2 separate regions of the Mus musculus genome follow, and region 2 is linked to region 1. A link is a contact called in public HiChIP or PLAC-seq data. All regions are on one chromosome and are shown on one strand. The core of a region is the stretch at or near the end of the contact, and the rest is flanking DNA. Distances in the headings are between cores, read along the strand shown.

Region 1 (4,563 bases), core at 1,394-3,893:
GTGCAGGATTTATTTTTGTGTCATCGCTGTAGCTATTCCAGACAACCCATAATGAATTTTTTTTTAATGGGAGTAGTTGTAAATGAAGTGGGAGTCATGTGTGGCCTTAAGGAGTGTTCATCTTTCTAAACTAGGATACCCTGAGCATAGAAGTTTGCTGGTGGCTCCCCTGAATAACTGACCCCGGAGACGGCTCTCTGGATCAGTGCATCTTCCGTTATCCCTTATGCTAATCACTATGGTTGAGCAATCTACACAGTTAATATAAACATTTTTACTCATCAAGCTTTAAAAAGTCTGGACTAAACGTCACATGATCTGTTAACTGTTTTCAGCCTCCCTTCAGTTCGCCCACTTGGGAAATATGGATAATTACTTAGATTCATGTCAGGGATGGCCAAGCAGAAGCTCACACAAGTTAGGGAAAAATCATAGTTTTTCTATAACATGTGTTATTCATCCGAAAGTGAGCACATTAGCCTCCCCTACTCTCCTACCTCCCATTCTCCGCACCAAAACCAAACCAAACCAAACCAAACCAAACCCAACCCAACCCAACCCAACCCAAACCAAACCAAACCAAACCAAACCAAACCAAAACCAAACCAAACCAAACCAAACCAAACCAAGGAAACCTTCACAGAATGATGGGTTGAGCTCTCAGACATCACACATGTTTAAGCCCTGTATGATTTGCTGTGCCCCTCAGTGTGTCCTGTGGATCTCATAGTGTGTCCTCGGCACACTATGAATTAAGAGAATTAAGTTCTCACTCTGCCACAGAAAGCAGGAATCTTTACCACACTAGTACCTTTCCTGTTGCTGCCTTCAGAGACCACCACAAACGTAGTGGGATCACACAGTAGAACTGGATTATATTGCAGTTTCATAGATCCCATGCCCAGGCTCATCTCGGTGAGATACCTTTACGTCCCCTGCAAGGCTCCTGCGAGCTGTAGGTCACCATCTGTTTTGTGTCTACTTAGGGTTCCTGGCAGGACTCAGCTTTTTGGTTACATCTGTGGTCCCCATTTCTTAACTGCCTGTTGGTTAAAGGCCATTCCCACCTTCTAGAAACAGATTCTATTCCTTGGCCATGATATGAGCCTCTCTCACACTTGGCATCTCTCCTGTTCTCTGGTGCCTTTTGGGGGGGGGGGTTATCTAGGGTAATCTGTATTATAATGTGTGACTTTACATCTGCAATGTACCCTTTGCCTGGTGCATAATGCAAACAAATGTAACAGCAGTAGAAGGAGCACACACCGTCGTTCTGTCCATCCATCCATTGTGCTTTTGGTGAAAGAATGGTTTAATAGTATTATCTTAATTATTGAAAAGGAGTGATTTTCTTTCTTTTTTTTCTTTTCTTTTCTTTTGGGGGGAGGACAGGGGGGGTAGTGACACAGGTTTGTGATATGTAAATAGTTATTCCAAGAAGTTGATATTCAGGCCACGGGGCCTTCTCACTTCATCGGCAGATATGTTTCTCAGGGTCTTACCCTTTCATGCTCTGGGATAGAGGAAAAGAGAGGGGGGAAAAAAGCAACAGGAGAAAAGCCCAATTTGGAAAATCAATCCAAGATACAGATCTCACCACATTGCATGCTCCGGTATGTCATTGAGGTGGTTATCTGCTGCTTGAGGAAGTGTACTTACTAATACATAACTGCTGCGGCGAGAACACAGAGCAGCAGGGTGCACTGACGTTTGCATGGGGCGTGTGTGCCTTCATAATGACCCCAGGAGAGGAATGATGGAGAGGAGTTTTCTGCGTGCACTTTCGTAGTTGGTGCATGCATTTGTTCTGTATTCTAAAATGAGATGGATTTTTAAATCTAACTTGACTGCACCAATATTGGTGTCTATGCCAGACAAAAACTTGAACCCCCCTGGGAGAAACTGTGTTGCTGTTGTGTCATAGGACAGCCTGAAGTGGTGTTTATCTTTCAAAGGGAGACGGGCATCTCTCTGGTTCTGTGATGCTATGGGCAGAGTAAATGCATGCTTAGCGTTCGGGAATTTCACACTGGAGTCTCTGGAGTTTACCATTCGTGTTTCCCACACTGTTTCCAAGCGTGAGGCATCCTCTGATTTCAGCTCAGAAAATGAGTGTCTCTGAAGAAGGCATTACCACAGGTTCCTGTCTGGTGCCAGGTGCCACCTGTGGCCACGCACTTGTTGTCCCCACACCTTTCCTGGCTCCTCTCCATGAGTCCGTCTTTGCTGTGCCCTCGAATTGTGCGGGGCGGTGTCGGGTGTAGAGGCAGCATATGTTCTGCCAGTCCTCGAGGCCACCTCCACTGGTTTATTTTTAACTTCCAGTCCTTTCTCGACTTAAGTAATTGCTCCTTGAAGAAGCTATTATCTGTTTGAAGCTCTGCACATTTAACCTCTCAGCCACCATAACAAGTGTTTAGTTAAAACAACCACAGTACTGTAGCATAGTACAATTTGCATGTGCAGCCCTCTGCATTTCCAGCTTTTTCTGCCCGTTTCTCTTCTTTTGTGGTTTGGGGAGGTATAAACATTTTTAGTTACGGTTCACAGTCATCAGTTTAATGAGGTAACTGTCTGCTAAATGGACTTGAATTCCAGGCTGCCAGGGTGAGTCTTCTATCCTTGGCAACTTGCCTGACCAGGCAGACCTCTTTACTGATTGAAGTACGGCATCTCAGACAGCTCCTTGAAACAAGCCCTGCGTGGCTCTACTGTGGACCCAGAGCTTTAAGGATCTGCTCTGTTTAATTCCCATCTCTCAGACCTAGAACAGTGTGTGCCACAGGCAGCACCTGAACATTTGCTAAGCCAGTCAGATGACACACACAGTGACTTTGGATACTGGACACACAGTGCAGTGTCCAGAACAGAGAAGCAGTGAAATCCACTGGGTCTTCCTTCCGTGGTGTCCAAAGTGTCATCAAGAATGCCTGGCAGAATACAGATTTTATTTTCTGAATGTCTTTTACAGAAGAAATACTGATCCAGATATCCCAAGTTGACCTCAGATTATACTCGTAATAATGAAATAAATTTGGTCTCTTTCCATTCTGTCTGCCAGCAGCATTTCTGGCTGACTCATAAGTACAAAGGAGGAAATTAAAAAAGGAAATGAGTGCTTTGTCTCTCATTTATGTATTTAAATCAAACTATGGTTAAGTTGACTTGTGTCTTTTAGCTTTCCCAGCAAGGACTGTTCAAGGCATTCTCTTCTGCAGTTCACTCTGACTCTGAGAATAAAGAAGCAGCCTTGCTGGGCTGAATGGGCTTATTGCTCTTAGAACAGTCTCATTTGGCTGACCTAGAGAACAGCTCTTAAAAAGCACCATATCGTTTTTTTATCGTCTAATTTCCATATGGATTTTTAAAGAGTTTTTAACCCACATCTTAGAGATAGCTCATTTTACAAGCTATCCGTTCTCATAGTTAAGGAAAATGAATAAAAGTAGGCCAAGGAGGACCAAGCCAAAGATCTCAGTGGGTAAGCGTGCTTGCAGCCATGCCTGGCTGGCCGACTTCAGTCCCAAGACTCAACATGGTGGAAGAAAAGAATGAGTTCCTTCAAGTTGTCCTCTGATTTCCACATGTGCACTGTGATGTGTGTATATGTACACACACATACACACACACTCACACACACTCACACACACACACTCACACATACACATACACTAGATGAGTGAAAAGAAGAGAGTATAGCTAGAGGCAAAGGATGAAACACATCCCCAGCTTTTGACCAGTTCTTTGTTGCTTCCTTGATTAAAAGCACAAAGACAGAATCCAGCATCCGATCGTATAATAAAGTAAATTTCCTTATGCTAGGTTTTCTCTTTGTCCAAGTCTGCGGAGATTAAAGTGCTAAGTTTTTTAGCTAACTAACCTATTGAAAACATTCTGCATTATGGTTCATGCTAAAGAAATGTCCCCACGTTAGTTACAGCTTCCAGGATAGCACCTTGACAGCAGGATCCGTTGACATCCTTGAGCTTATTGTGAAACTTCTAAAAAACCTAGTCACTTTATTCAGAGTAAATTTTAAGGAGTATTTACTTTTTATGAAGTATGTACCATGTACGACACTTCTCATACAGCTAGGTCAGCTTGTGTCAGGAAAGGGTTTCATTTTTACAGTTGAAAGATTGTCATGGTACACTATTAGTGTAGATTAAAGAAAGGTCAGATAACATTTTCAGTTGTTGGCAGTTTTCTTCTGAAGCCGAGCCTTTTCATTTGAAAAACAAAAAACAAAAACCATCCCTCCCCTACCTACGTCTGTTACTCATGTCAGGAGGCTGAAAAGGCATAAGCATCTCCTCTTGCAGAATGCATTCTCATCTTGCCCATAACCATACATTCTTGGAAGATAAGTAGAGTTGTGCATCACGCTGCCTTGGGTGCCTCCATATGTCACAGTCTGCCTGATTGCTTTAGTATCTGGTCCTCTCACTCCATGATTCTCTTTCTTTGTACAGATGTTTAAAAAGTCACAAATTCTTCAGGCAACAGTCAAAAAAAAAAAAAAAAAAACCAACAACAAAACAAAACCAAAAAAAAACAGCTGCT
Region 2 (4,563 bases), core at 824-3,323, 140 kb before region 1:
GCAATGGGCAAAACAGATGAGTGTCTTTCCTTTCAGAAAAACAAACAAACAACAACAACACCCCACAAATTTTCAGTTGCCTTTCTTAGGAAATGTTTTAGTATACACTCTTGAGTATTAATCAAAAGAGTGGAGGGGCAAGGAATGCAGGCATCAGTGGCTGTATGAAATACAAAGGAAAATGGAGAGTGAGGGAGAGGTGGGCTTAGTCCACTGTCAGTCCTGTGCTTGGCCAAGGAGGCCAGGTTCCTAGGAAAAGTACAGAGTCTGTGAACTGACCATACTTGAAATGATCTTTAGGACTTATTGGCGCCAGTCCAGTGGCTCAGTAGGAAAAGCCCTTGCTGCCAAGACTGAGCTAATCCCCAGAAGCCAGTGTGGAGGAAGTGACTTCTGGAAGCTCTACTCTGACATGCCCACGGCCTGTGGGCAAGTGCACATGCAACAATAATGAAAGAAATAATAAATGACAGTACAAAAGCATGCGAGCTTCTGGATAATCCAGGTCTGTGAGGTATGTAGGACAGTTTCACAACACTAACTTGATTTGAAATAACAAATTATAGTTAAAATATGCTTGCATCTTCCCCCTCTGGAGTTAACTTATAGATAAAACTTGGTGATGATTATGCGTCCAAATATAAAAGCCATTTTGTGGTTTTGTTTGGCGGTATAATCTTTTGGAAACAATTAGCTCATGAGGGTAGAGCGTTCATAAATGGGAGTAGTGCCCATACAGAATACATTCATCCCTCTGAAGACTGAGAAAATCTCTACTTTACAATTTGAAAAAAAAATGCCTCCCTCAGAACTGCTAGTAACGTGATCTCAAAAAACCTCCAGGCTTCACAATTGGGAGAAGAAATTCCTTGTTTGTCAGCCAGTCTTTTGTGACAGCAGCCTGAGCTCCAGTGGAAATCAGTCTCGATTCTCCAAAAGTTCTAGTTTTAATTGTTGATGGTACAGTGCTTGTGTGTGTGGGTGCTTGTGCATGTGTGTGAAACTGATGGCAAGACAAGGTTGTCACCATTCCCACCAGACAAAACAAAGAATAAAAGTATTCTGCTGTGTTCTCAACTTGTCCTCCAACATCAGAGATGTAAACTGGGTGTGGTGGCGCACGCCTTTAATCCCAGCACTCTAGAGGCAGAGGCAGGTGGATCTCTGTGAATCTGAGGTCAGCCTGATCTACATAGTGAGTTACAGACCAGCCAGGGTTACATAGTGAGATCCTGCCTCAAAAAAAGCAAGCAAGCAAAAAAAATCTAGTCCAGCAATTTGGAGTTTTTGAGGGTGCCTCGATGATAAAGGCTCTGTTCATGAATGATTAATACAACTATTAAAGGGGTTTTGAGTAGGTTCCCTGTCTTCTCTACATTGTTCTTCATCCCTGGAGTACACACCAGACCTTGAACTCGAGGCCAACTTACAGGTACTTTGATCTATGGTTTCTCGGTCTCCAGAACTGTAAGAGATAAATGTTTGTTCCTGATGAATCACCCAGTATGTGGCATTTGTTACAGCAACACCAAAAGAATTAAGCAAGATGCAAATACTATTTCTAGTTGCTTGCATCCATCAAGTATAATATATGCAAGCCATGGAAGATAAGTTTGACTTTCATAAGCAGAAAGGAGGTTGGTAATAATACTGGAAAGTTAACGATAAGAATTTAGTCCTGGGAAGACTTAGTGTTTGGGGGCTGGGGGGGGGGCGGCGCTCAATCCTGTTCCTAAGAGACATATTCAAAGGCGTGTTGCAGAACAGGTCTGATTAAAAACCCTTGATGCTGTCTCCTAAGCAGTAGAGCAAAGGACTTCTGCCCACCAGCTGATTCCATTTCTGTGCCAGGAACCAACCACATCTGACCACACTAGGGAATGGTCAGGCCCACTCTCTCTCACATACCTGCTCCACTGATGCTCACAGTAGCCTGGCAGATCTCCTTAGCTGAGCACCAGTTGGTGAGACTTGAGTAGGTGAGTCTGATCAGAAAGTAGGTCACATACCTACGTTGTAGTTGCAAGGAAAATGAGCCTTTGTGTGTGCTTCTCACATTGGGAAGGAGTGAGTCATGGCATTGGTTTCTTTCCCAGATGTGCAATTCCAGTGGATAAGTGCTTATACACTGGTAGGACAATATTGAGAATATAAAATTATAAAATGATTTAAAGAGACTGATACCATATTGATAACTTTTTTTTCCTCAGCTATTGAATTCAATTCATCAGAAATGTTATTGGTTCTGTTTTCAAAGCGCTTTATCATACACAAAATGAATCTCACTCAGTGGCTGCACTGCCCCCACCATATCCTAACTATTGTAGTCATGCCTAAGTTACAGCAATCACTTCCCAGTGGATCTTACTGCTTAATACCTTGTCCGTCTCGCAGAAGAGTTAATTAAACTCAACAGCTTGCAAGAGCGTCTCGAGCTTTAGGAAAAATCTCATCATGTCTCTACGTAGAGCAATGCCTAGACTTCACAGATGACTCAGAGGAAAGCCAGAGGTTTTCCAAGGGCCTTACTGATCTACCATTATTGTTTCCTGTGACCTCTTTTTTTCCCTCCTCCTTCTTCTCCTCCTCTTCCTTCTCCCCTTCCTCTTTCTTCTCCTTCTCCTCCTAGTCTTATCCATTGTTCTTACTGTGGCCTCTTATTCATCAGTCATGGGCATCCAACTCCTGATCTCTTGCCTTCATCCCTTACCAGTAGTTAGTTGTCTTGGGAAGACACACTTTCCCAGGTGCCTGCATAGCCAACCAACTCTACCATATCTTCAAAAGCCTTTGTTTTACACTTCTCTGCCCAATGCTACTTGTGTTATAGTTTCCCATAGTTTAGTAATTTTATAACTGCTATATGTAGGACTATAGATAATCCACTTAATTATCCTGCCTATTTTATTGTAAATGAGAGAAAAATTTGGGCTAGCATAGAGTATATGACATTTATGGCTATGGAAGAATATGTTCTGAACATTACACCATAAACACCTTAATGTTCTCATGTGTAACTGAAACTTGATTTATGGCTCCAGAATTTATTGGTTATGAATCTAGAAATACTTTGAGGAATAGATCTCAGTTGCTTTGTTTGAAGTTTGCCAGCTTATCTAATCTGTGATGCAGAATGCCATTTTGGCAATAAACGTGCACTTACTCTATTTATGCTCTGCCATGCTGAAGCATGCTGCTCACATTACTCTCCGATGAGTTGTAAACTATTTCTCTGACCTGGTTATAATCCATGGCTCAGTGACAATGGTTAACGCCAGCTAACTGACTGGTGGAACATTCTTGAAGATGTGTTGTCTTCCTAGTTAATGAACTGTATTGCTTCCTGCCACAGGGGAGCAAGTGGGACCACCATCCCCTTCCCTGGCCCCATTATGCTGTCATTTGGATGGATGAACTTAGAGCAAAGAGACCTACGTTAGTTAAAAGCAAAATATATCATAGCCATTTTTGCTAAGAACTAAACTAGCATTTGCACCTTGAACCATTTTGACTAACTGCAACTCTAGAAAATATCAAAAGAAAATCCTGCCTGGGTTTCAAGGTGTCAGTCAAATACAGAGTTTACAAGGACACAAAAAGCAGGACTTAAAGCACAGGTGGCTTCTAGACTCGGAAATTATGACTTCGGCTTCAAGTTTTATTAAAGGTATATAAGAACAGCCAGTTTCCTAGAAAAAGATAATTTTTCTTTTTAAGCGACCGTTAAAGGTTAATAATTACGTTAGCATGACCCTTATAAGTTTTAAGAACTTCATTTAACTGTTTCTTCCTCAATTGTATAGTGCAAACCTTACTATTTAAAGTGTTCTTACTGAAATGAATGTAAGGACTCTGAAGACAATGAGCTCTCGGAATGCTTTCTGTTCTAGGCATTTCACTTCTTTGGGAGGCACACAAGACAGTCATGTGTGCCTCATGGATTGGCGTCTTGTACAGCTGTAAATCAAGTTCGGCTTTCTCCCTGACTGTGATCTGGAGTTCCCACCTCTGCCATTCCGTCTGCTTCTCTTGTCTGCTCCCCGTCCCTCTCCTTCCTTTTCTTGCCATTTTTATTTATTTATTTTTGAGAAGCCAATGTCTAGCTTAAAAATAGTGATAAAAAAGTCAAAAGAGAATATTTTTGTTTTCCTCTAACTCCAAATCTGTCTCATTGAAAAACAAATCACAAAATACCAAGGGTGATGCAGAACTTCTAGCTAGGAACTTTGACGTATTTAAAGGCCCCAAATGATTCAGCCTGCCTTTGGCATGCACTGACTGTACTATATTATCTCTGGCTGTGGGGTAACATATGAAATGATTTTCTCAATAATTACCTTAGACTTTTCTTGTATTTGCTTTTTGTTAGTTTGCAGAGGTGCTCGTTGACTCACTGAAAGAAAGAAAACAAGAGGAAATTCCTGCCAGGCCTTTCCCGCCTGGGTTTACTTAGGGTGTGAAAGCTGATTCTGAAATTTAAGGTGGACTTCCTTGTTTCTTGGTTAATGGGCTTGTCTAAAATATGAACTGTCGAACTGTCTTGAAGGAGAGTGGTTCTGTTGG

Evidence for each region. HiChIP or PLAC-seq counts read pairs in DNA pulled down with a chosen protein or histone mark.
Region 2: a contact with region 1 is called in a FOXA1 HiChIP or PLAC-seq map of pancreatic cancer cells. The contact joins two enhancer-like sites. A contact is called at or near these places in 1 of 484 Hi-C or Micro-C datasets (pancreatic cancer cells), 1 of 115 datasets of contacts at active chromatin or transcription factors (pancreatic cancer cells) and 1 of 9 other capture datasets (embryonic stem cells).

Annotation. Positions count from the first base shown.
Region 1 is chr1:138,505,336-138,509,898 of GRCm38.p6, reverse strand. All of the region lies in intron 7 of Nek7 (NIMA (never in mitosis gene a)-related expressed kinase 7), which reads left to right. Among named protein-coding and RNA genes, the nearest start is that of Nek7, 110 kb to the left of the region's middle. Within about 2 kb of position 2,643, at least 82 of the 459 cell types and tissues checked have an H3K27ac peak or open chromatin away from gene starts, as enhancers often do. A contact at or near this core is called in pancreatic cancer cells, where this site is marked.
Region 2 is chr1:138,641,006-138,645,568 of GRCm38.p6, reverse strand. All of the region lies in intron 4 of Gm5833 (predicted gene 5833), which reads left to right. Among named protein-coding and RNA genes, the nearest start is that of Nek7, 24 kb to the right of the region's middle. Within about 2 kb of position 2,073, at least 23 of the 459 cell types and tissues checked have an H3K27ac peak or open chromatin away from gene starts, as enhancers often do. A contact at or near this core is called in pancreatic cancer cells, where this site is marked.